3 separate regions of the Pan troglodytes genome follow, and regions 1 and 3 are each linked to region 2. Evidence: chromatin contacts called from public Hi-C and HiChIP or PLAC-seq data. All regions are on one chromosome and are shown on one strand. Each heading gives the region's core, a stretch centred on a gene start, on an enhancer-like site or on the middle of the called end of the contact. The rest is flanking DNA. Distances are from core to core; before and after follow the strand shown.

What was found. Hi-C and Micro-C count contacts between places; a contact is called where the count stands out from the background. HiChIP or PLAC-seq counts read pairs in DNA pulled down with a chosen protein or histone mark.
Region 1: a Hi-C map of stem cell-derived neural progenitor cells shows a contact between it and region 2, with 2.4 times the contacts expected there. The contact joins the promoter of GOLT1B here to the promoter of LDHB in region 2. A contact is called at or near these places in 1 of 7 Hi-C or Micro-C datasets (stem cell-derived neural progenitor cells) and 1 of 1 datasets of contacts at active chromatin or transcription factors (stem cell-derived excitatory neurons).
Region 3: a contact with region 2 is called in an H3K4me3 HiChIP or PLAC-seq map of stem cell-derived excitatory neurons, with 2.9 times the contacts expected there. The contact joins the promoter of PYROXD1 here to the promoter of LDHB in region 2. A contact is called at or near these places in 1 of 7 Hi-C or Micro-C datasets (stem cell-derived neural progenitor cells) and 1 of 1 datasets of contacts at active chromatin or transcription factors (stem cell-derived excitatory neurons).

The regions. Positions count from the first base shown.
Region 1 is chr10:74,019,312-74,022,518 of NHGRI_mPanTro3-v2.0_pri, reverse strand. GOLT1B (golgi transport 1B) reads left to right here and starts at 1,266. Exons shown (of 6, transcript NM_001252004.1): 1 at 1,266-1,420. The coding sequence starts at 1,396. RECQL (RecQ like helicase) reads right to left here and starts at 1,011. Exons shown (of 16, transcript XM_520788.7): 1 at 885-1,011; 2 at 642-687.
Region 2 is chr10:73,867,982-73,871,327 of NHGRI_mPanTro3-v2.0_pri, reverse strand. LDHB (lactate dehydrogenase B) reads right to left here and starts at 1,725. Exons shown (of 8, transcript NM_001098561.1): 1 at 1,639-1,725.
Region 3 is chr10:74,083,481-74,087,033 of NHGRI_mPanTro3-v2.0_pri, reverse strand. PYROXD1 (pyridine nucleotide-disulphide oxidoreductase domain 1) reads left to right here and starts at 1,570. Exons shown (of 12, transcript XM_520786.9): 1 at 1,570-1,778. The coding sequence starts at 1,695.

The DNA.
Region 1 (3,207 bases), core at 17-2,516, 150 kb before region 2:
ACTCTTTTTTGCCTTGCTAAAGAATGTGGAATAACCACACCATTAAAAGAAGGCTAAATAGGAGAGTAAACCAAGGATTTCTAATTCTTGATCTATACAAACATCTCTTCACGTAATGAAAATGTAACATTCCTTCCATAGACTGTAAGGTCCTTTAGCAGGGCTGGGGTTCAATCTCTTCACCTTTGTATCCGCACAGCCCAGGAAAATGCCTTGATATAGTGAGGGCTCAGGTTTGCTAAGGTAGCAGGGGCTGTTTCTACCCTTATGAAAAGACACAGTCTATATCCAATTCTCCCCCACGATTTTAAATGACTCCTTTGATTATGCGGTTAAAAGACTGCTCCTTCCCAAAATGATGTGATTTAACAGCAAAAGATATCTCAACATAAAATGTATCCAGAAATTGAACTACAGCAGGTCTGTCACTCAGCAGTATAAGCTAGGCATCCACAGGAAAAATGTTACAGGGTGACAGCCAGTCATCAATGTTGGAGGAAACGGCACTGAGATACCATAGGCTAAATCCTCTCTCTCCCCGCCACCTGCATTTAGAGGCAATAGTAATTTAATATTAATAACGCCCGCCCTTCCGCTACTGTGAAGCAGGGGGTGGAAGAAGCATCCCCAGTAGTATTTACCAACAAATGGCAGCTGCTAATAAACAGGCTTTGGTGGCCAATCCTCCTGCATGGAAAAGAATGGGGAGATCAGAAGACCGGTCAGCAGGCGAACGTGCCCCTAAAGGCCCGAGTTCTCAGAGCAGGGCAGTGATTAACTTTCCGGTTTCTCCTCCGCCAATGTGTGGGCGAAAGGAAGTGATCCGCTACAGACCGGCCTCGCCCTGCAGCAGGAAAGGGAAGGATGAAACAAAAAGCGCACACCCTTGACCCTTCAAAGCTGTAACAGTAGTTATCCCAGAGCCTCTCCCCACCGAGAAGCCCAGTCTAACTCTCCGGTGTTTGACTCTCCGGTGTCCGACTGTCCTGTGTCCGACTCTCCGATCTCCGACTCTCGGATCTCCGACACCAAAGCACCCAGGCCTCGAGCAGATCTTTCCGCTACTCGGGAGTAAAATCTTCCCGCCAGCCAGCTGAGAGCATCCACCCTTCCGGGTCGGTCCGTTCAGCCAATCACAGATAACTCCCTTCTCTAATTGGTCAAGGGGTGTGGTCACCATGCGCGTCACCGAACAACATTACGAGTTATTGGTTGAGATTGGAAGCAGGTTTCGCCAATAGGAAGCGGTCTTAAAGCGGCAGTGAGGGTGGCTGCGTGTTTCCGGAAGACGTGGCGGCTCTCGCCTGGGCTGTTTCCCGGCTTCATTTCTCCCGACTCAGCTTCCCACCCTGGGCTTTCCGAGGTGCTGTCGCCGCTGTCCCCACCACTGCAGCCATGATCTCCTTAACGGACACGCAGAGTAAGCACCTGCTCCGGGGCCCCCGCCTCGAGCCGCGCACACCCATCGCCCGGCTGGGTCTCGCCCCTCCGCCGGGGTCAATGAATGAAGCTCTGGGTTGGGGGCGGTGGCCTGCGAGACAGAGCTAGGGCTGCTGGGACCCTAAGGGGCTGCCTTCGGGATGCCGGGGCTAGACTTGCACTGGCGGACCTGACCTGGGAGAAGAGTCTGTGGGGCAGGGTGGGACGCCCTATGTTGGGAGGGGAGCTTTAGCCGAGAGTCTGTCTCATTCCAGGGTCGCGCTGATCTCCTCATCCCCAGTGAGATGGGCGCTTTGTTCTAGGGGCTTGCCACAAGAGAAAGTTTGCGTGGTGCCCGCGGCCCACTCTCGGGATCGTTTATGCGCATGACACACTTCGGGTCCTCTACAAGTCCCTGGCTGGCTGGTTATTTGGGAGGCGGTATTTTAAATGTCACCTACAGTAGGCTCTTTTTGAAAATGTCCTTACGCTTAAATGTGGCATTTTGAATATTCGCTTTTTGCCAGTACTGTAAGCAGCCTTTTAGAAATCTCTTGAAACATTCTCACTTTTCTACCTGCTAAAGTTTCAAGCAGTAGAGAAAAACCACTTTGTGTGCCATTAAAGGATATATTTCGTTAGTATTGTATATTGTGCTTTGTGGCTTGTTTTATTATTTTAGCATCACTCTCTGCCTGCCACAGAGTTCTCCAGGCCTATTTCATCTCTAAAGCTAGCATTGATATCGGTTTCCTTTTCTTTCATTATAATATTTCCACTTTTCCTACTGCTTTTTGTTAATATTAATAATTTTTGTATTTATGTCTGCCCAAGCTCTGTACCTCATATTTTGATGTTCATAAGAGTCTCTTTTTGTCTCACTTTGCTTTATCTGCCATGCCTTTCATTTCACTCCAGTTAACTCAGATTTTCAATATTTTAAGACTTAAACAGTGAATTGAAGTGAAAAATAGAAGTTTATTTAAAATGCCCTATTTTAAAGTGGAGTCTTCTTGTGGAGATTCAAGTCATGGCAGACCAACTTCACAGAGCTTCTAAGGCCTCCTACACAAACTGCCACCCCCCAATCAGTCTGTCTTCCCTCCTGAGGCTGGACTGGGGCTGCCTCTTGGGGCCACCTGCCCCAAGGTTGCCGCCCACTTTGGTCCATTGGCCTGGCCTGTTCTGATCAAAGAAAATAAAAGTGTAGTCTTGAGGGGGTAGGAATCTAGTGTAATAATAATTACTGGCAATTATATAAAGGTATTTTCTTTCAGTTTACCATGTGCTTTCATGTGAATCATTATGCATAATTCTTATAAGAGCCCTGTAAGGCTCACAGAAGCATGCCCCTTTCATAAGTTAAATGAGGCACAAAAGAAATTGAGTGCATGGTCAAAGAAAAAGTGACAGAAACAAAACTTGATCCCAGGTGTGCTGGCTCAGAAACCTTTTGCACTGTACCCCACTATCACCTAAGAAGACTTGATATAAACTTTATTTGAGATCTGAGAATAATCTGTGCATAGAAATTATATTTTTGAAGACTTAATATAGTGATGAGTGCCTGCTTTATAAAAACAAGAGAGTGGGTTTGGACTATGGGCATTCTCCCTGAGAAGCATTCTCCTCACTTCATTAAATTTTGTGAGGGCGATGAAATTTTACTCTTTGCTGTTCACTTGTCACATGTTTTAGGTGAAACAGTGGATTGAAACATAAAACGATTAGTGAACCAAATGCATTTTGGATTTCAAATTGTGTTTGTGTGTGAGTGTGTTTAACTGC
Region 2 (3,346 bases), core at 476-2,975:
ATAAGCCTAGTCTATTAACTGTCTACGTAAAGTAAGAGTTAGCAGGACTCTAAGTTGGAATAAAGTATCTGAATTTGGAGACAACTGTGTAACAACTATTTTATCTTATAGCTTTTTTTCCAAAAAATATTTCCTCCCATCTATAAGGATAAATTAAAAGGAGATTCTTTCGCCTTTACAGATCACATTTACAGTTTCCTAGTGGACGTTAAAGAGAGAAGATGCAATGTTGTGCAAGTGCCTCCACAAATAGATGACCTTAAAATGAAATAAATTCAGACATGGCCTGCATTTTAAACAGGCTCAGAAGAAAGAATGCTGCATCTCTTTTTGAAGGACGACACACATGAATAGTTGTTCTGCACTTAAGTTTATTGTTGTTAGATGGTCTGTTTACGACCATTTTGGTATACAGGGGGCCCAGGAAGCAGTGGAAAATGAAAATGCAGAAACAGTGGCTATATAAATACAGATTCGTTGTTCTGATAGACCTTTTAATTTAGAAAACTTCAGGAAGTACAATTTAAAGGCTCGAACCAGATTTTCTTTCAGATATTTCTGGAGAAAGTGCTTTTCTTCAATTTTTCCTTAAAAGGAGTTTTAAGAAATGAGAAGAAAATGGTCTGCATGATATACAGGCCTGTGCCAACATCAGAGTGCAGGCTGTAAGGAACAAGAACGACAAACGGTAAAAATCTCTGAGTCTTGGTCCCTTATGTCTCCTCACTGCTGTGGATATAAATCATTAGAAATAAACGAGTGCCTTAATTTCAGTAACAAAGATCTTCTTTGCAGAATCTTTCTCACCGTAATCTTTTAAAAATTCAGGTTTTGCTTTTGAATTCCTCCCCTCCCCCCATTCCCCAGGACCTTACTGCAGCTTGTACTGCTCGCGGTGCGCACAAACCATCTTTTCCTCAGGGCACCGGCAGCAAAGAACAGCAGATCACGAGGGCATGCAGAAGCTAGATATGTCCCCGAGTAAGGTCTGTGGGGACAAGTCTAGGACTTCCTTACTCGGAGCACCCAAGGCTGGTAAAGTAAACGAAGCCCCTAAGCATCCAGAAAAGAGGCCCTGCAGAAAAGAACTGGCGCATAGCTCCTGGAAAGACCGTCAGAGCCGGGTAAAAATAAGTGCAGCGCCAAAGGTGCTGGTCATCTAGGTGCCTTTCTCCTCATCCCAGCGAGTGCAAGGGCATTTCTCTATTACCGTGGCAATATGTTCAAATATTCGAGGTAAAGATCGTCCAGCCTTCATAGGCCACCTCGTTCCGTCCCCCTCCCCCAGCTACTCGGGCACGTGTCCCGACTCCCGCCAGCAGGCCGTGGGGGTGATGTGGCCGCCATGAGCCCACCAAGGACAAATAGGGCCTGGTTTTAGCTGCAAATGCAACAAGTCTCTCCCCTGAGCCGCAGCTGCTACCCTCTGCCTTCTGCTCCTCCGCCAGGGCACGGCCCGCCCTGCGCCCCAAACTGAGCGGCAGAGTCAGGGCCCGAGGCCGGATGCTCAGAGCTAAAGGCCGCGGAGGACAGATGTGCTTCTTCCTCCTTCCCGCGTCTCCCCACACAAGTACTACCCCGCACGTCCCATCAGGCTTGTCTGTGGGCCAGGATTTAGGGTCCTGAGCCGAAACCTACCAGGAGAGAGAAGGCTCTGGAGACCTCTGTAACAGTCGTGCGGAGAAGACAATGTCAGCGGCGTGCGTCTCCTCGGGCGCCGGCTCTGCAAGGAGGGAGGAGGGGGCGGGGCCCCACAACCACCGCAGCCTCTTAGGTTTCTCCATTGTGATTGGAAATCCGAGTACCGCCTACCCCTCCCCTCGGCTCGCTCAATCCCCTTCAAGGACAAGGGCTCAAGTGTGCACACTCCCTCCCCCACCCTCCAGATGAGGAGGTCTCCTTCCAGACGCTTCCGCTCTCAGCTGGTCTCACATCTCGCAGGCTCTTCAATGCGGAGGCCAAGTTATTTATAAAACTTGCCCATCCCCGACTCTTCTGGACTTTAACGCTCTTGTTCTATTAGATTTAGTACAAATTGAAATAAATTTCTTTTTTTTTTTTTTTTTTTTTTGAGACGGAGTCTCGCTCTGTCGCCCAGGCTGGAGTGCAGTGGCGCGATCTCGGCTCACTGCAAGCTCCGCCTCCCGGGCTCACGACATTCTCCTGCCTCAGCCTCCCGAGTAGCTGGGACTATAGGCGCCCGCCACCTCGCCCGGCTAATTTTTTGTATTTTTAGTAGAGATGGGTTTTCACCGTGTTAGCCAGGATGGTCTCGATCTCCTGACCTCGTGATCCGCCCGCCTCAGCCTCCCAAAGTGCTGGGATTACAGGCCTGAGCCACCGCGCCCGGCCAGAAATAAATTTCTATGTTGCATTTCAGTTAAACTTTAAAGGACTTAAAAAAATACATCTGAATTTAGATCAACTCCGTTTTAAAGTTCTTTTGATGAAAATGACTATTTTTTTCAACCTGTTTCGATAAACACGCAATGATTGCTTACTCATTGCCTGACAAGACCAATGAGGCTTTGTCCCTGCCTTCTGAAGCTCCCCTACAATTCCACCTGGTCTCAAGGTCAGGCTTTGCCCTCTAGGGGAAATGTGGGACCACTAAGTGAGATGCACTTTCTTTTTTAGTCCCTAATCGACTCCAAAGCTGGATGTTGTCATTCATTCTGTCTTCAACACTCAGCCAGTGCTTGGTACCTAAATATAGCATTGATGAATAAATGAATGAATGATAAATTGGAGGAATTCTGAAGAGTCTGGCTTCAGTTCTGTTTTCTTATAATTAAAATGCTTTCAAATATAGCCATCTCACAAACTCCCTGTATGTGAAAAGAAGTGTTTTTTTTTGTAAATGCATATTTCTTGTATATGACCACTAATTCTATAATTATTGCTTCAGTTTATTCTCAGTGCCAAGCATTGGTAAAAAACATAAATATAAGACTATGCCCTTTGAGGTGTTCCTAGTCCATTGGAGACAGACAAGTAGGCAACCTATTTCAATTACAATGTGATAAGTGGCAATAGAAATTTGGTTAAAGTACAATAAAAATTCAGAGTAAAGAATCACTAAGAGAAGGGTTTGTTGAGAAGAATTCATAAGCCTCAAACTCTCCTAGCATAAATCATTCAGCTAGTGGGGACTTTGACTGAAGATACAGTCCAATTACAAATTAAAATGTGATGGTGAGGAAAAGAGCTTGGAGATAATCTCAAAAGTATTACATTAACCCTAAATCCAAGTTTGAAGCAAGAATAGCCAAGTCAGCCTAGCAAGTTATCTAGAAGCCACCCTAGATTTCTTTTTCACCTACTTTGCAAGTCAGATATTTAGACT
Region 3 (3,553 bases), core at 321-2,820, 220 kb before region 2:
AAATCTTTAGAAGGACTTCAGGGGAGTTTCATGCTCCACCAACTTCCTATTTCGTTCAGCACATTTTTGTTGAATACATACTACCTACTAAACATTGGAGATACAAAGGGAGACAAAAATAATCCCTGAGATTATGTAAGCAGTTTATGGTGGTGGTGGGGTCAGGCAGTAAGAATTTACAATAAAGTGGGATAAGTCTAAATTTAGAGGATGACAAAGTGCTATAGGAACACACAGAGAGGACACCTAGCTGTCTTGAGGATGTTAGATAAAGTATCTTAAAGGGGAAGCAATGGCTTGATGAAACCAAAGGCTGATGAGTTAGCCAGGGAAAAGTAGTTGGGAAAAAGATGTGTGCAAACGCTCAGAAAGAAAATGGCATATCCTGGGATCTGGAAGTGTAGTGTGGCCTGAATGGAACACAGTGTGAATGAGATAATGTGAAAATAAGTTGAAGCAAGATTAGATCTAAATGAGCGTAAGGAATGTATTTCCTCCTCCTAGAAATGAATGCTTTGTTTGGTTGCTATACTAGTAACAGGAATTAGACACGTTTATTAAACCGCTTACCATTTAACTTGGTAAATCAAAGAACAATGATTTTTAAAGGTATCAGTAAATACCCGTAATTAGATACGTGGTAGGCTTTCCTGTTAATATATAATGGTTATTCTCAGTGTTTAAAGAATTAAAGGGACTCGGGTAATTACCAGTTTTAGAGTGAATCATTTGAGAGATAATACCTTACCATTACAAAACAACTCCTAGGGAAAGTTATATGAGACAGCAATGGTAATAGTAAATAGTAAAATAATATGAATAGTGAATAATATAGTAAAAAGAGTTAAAAATGATTTAGCAATTTCTTAAAAACAATTGACCACGAAAAAAATTCACAGTAAAACCGAGACTGGGAATATTTCATTCAACCCTCACACATGCTGCTATTGACTGGAAATTTAAGAAATGTTCATTTGTTTTGACAAAATGGAAAGCAACTGTACATTCTTCCTGGAAACTTTAGCTGAGGTCAAAGTTGTAAATGAAAAGGATGATTTTTTAGAGAACAATTCAGTAGTATTGTTTTGCCTTGTCATGGAGAATTTTTGTGCTTCCACAAACAAAAATCTTGGATTGTTAGGTGAACGGTGGCAATCAAGTGGTTTTCAGAAGACTCAAGTTTCTTCATCTACAAAAATGACAGGAGTGGGGTCAGGATGTTCCCGAAGGCTCCTTCTACTAATAAAAGCATAAGATCTGTGCCTCTAATTTCTCGCAGAAACAAATAATGAGAACTTCACACCAATTCATTTATTATATGAATGTTTTGTCCCGTGAGAACACTGGTCTATCTTTAGATATGTAATTTATCAAACTTCTTTGGGTAACCCATCTTCTTTACTTTTTTATTTTTAATTTTTTGGTCTTCTCTTTGTCAAATTTTCATGGAATAACTACATTCAGGTGTAGTAATAGTAACGCAAAGCTCTGAACACCAGGAGACAATTCGTTGCTTCCGAAACGCAGCCGGCAGCAGGTACTCGAGATGAGTAGTGTGAGCTCCCGAGCACCCGTAGGTCGGATTCTCTGGATAAGGCACCGGAAGTGACCGCCTCGCGGCTGCTTCCTCTCCTGGAGTCCAGAGTGCCGCTGCTCCGCCGCGATATTCAGTAAACCACTGGGAGTCCGGCAGCATGGAGGCAGCGCGCCCTCCCCCGACGGCAGGGAAGTTCGTGGTGGTCGGCGGCGGCATCGCGGGCGTCACTTGTGCGGAGCAGGTAGGGCGGTGCTCAGGCGGTTCCGCCTCTTTCCCCGACCCCAAAGGGGATAGCACTGGAGGCCTTCCTCCCACCCCCTCCCTTTTTCTTCTTCCGGGTTCCTTTTTTGCTGCGCCCTTTTCCGCACTTATTGCTCCCAGATTTTAGAAACTGCTTGGTGGTCCTCAGATGACCTCACTAGCTTTCTCTTAAGCGCAGGGAGGAGTGGGAGGCAAATTATAGCCGAGAAACCAAAGCTGGCTGATCCGTGCTCAGATCCTTGTAATGTCAGAGCAGACATGAGGACTTTGTATTTAGACAAAAAATTCAGCCCCCTTTCTTTTTTTTTTTTCTTTTTTTTTCTTTTTCTTTGAGACGGAGTCTCACTCTGTCGCCCAGACTGGAGGGCAGTGGTGCGATCTTGGCTTAATGCAAGCTTTGCCTCCCGGGTTCAAGCGATTCTTCTGTTGCGTCAGCCTGTAGCTGGGATTACAGGCGCCAGCCACCACGCCCCGCTAATGTTTGTATTTTTAGTACAGACGGGCTTTCACCATGTTGGCCAGGCTGGTCTCGAACTCCTGGGCTCAAGCAGTCTGCCCGCTTCCGCCTACCGAAGTGCTGGCATTACAGGCCTGAGCCACAGCACCCGGCCCTCAGCCCCCTTTGTTAATTATCGTAGGTGATTGAGTTTAGTTTCCAGATAGTTGCCAAGTCTTTAGTGCATCTTAACTAATTAATAAAGAATCCCATACGTAAGTTTTCTATACTTCGAACTCCCAAGATAGAAGAAACTTTATTTCTAGTAAAGTTTTGTAAAACAATCAGCGAGGGATTAAATGCATGTAGGGCTTGCTTTCTTGATTATACTGAATAGCCAGAGCATATATATTCAGATACATGTGTGTATTCCAAAAAGTTCTACATTATTTTGTTGATACAAAGTAAACATGAGCAATCACTGAAGTCATAAGAAATAGTGGAAGAAACTCAAGTGTTTTCATCGTTGGATGCGTATTTTCCGTTTATTCACTAAGTAAACATATATGATGCAGGCACCGTATTAAGGGCTGAGTGTTCAACTATGAACAGCATGGTATACCATGCTAGGGACTCACAGCCTGCTGGAAGAGACAGTATTACAATATTGTATGTCTATGCAAGAGATATCAACGGTTATCTTAGGGGTGCCTGTGGAGTAGGTAGGGACTGAATTAGGGAAGAGGAATTTTTTTTTAATCAAAGGAGGTATTTTTAAAATCTCATTATGAAAGAATGAGTGAAAGTTCACCAAGTATTCGAGAAAAGAATGTCATCTCCAGTGGAAAAGCATGGATCATCAGGGAGCAGTAAAGCTTAAAGCATAGATCATAAGGAGTCTTATCATGCTAAGAACTTAACAAGAATTTACAAGTAGTCAAATGTTTTTGAGCAGTGGAGTAACTTGATCATATGAAAAGGCTTGAAAGATGATTAGTTACAATGTATTTGTGGCAGAGGCAGCTGGTTTATACGTGAAACTGGAGAGCCAATTCGAAGGCGATTTCAGTAGTATAAAGAAGTTTTGAGGACCTCATTTAGCAATGGAAACAGCAGAGATATAAATTACAGAATATACAGAGGAAAGAAAGATGGAGAGAGTAATAATATTGTCAAATATAGAAAGTTCAAATAAAATGAGACTAAGAAGAATCACACGGGTGTTGGGCACGATAGCTCGCACTTGTAATCTTAGAACTTTGGGAGGCCAAAGTGGGAGGATTGCATGAGGCCAGGAGTTTGAAGCCAGACTGGGCAAC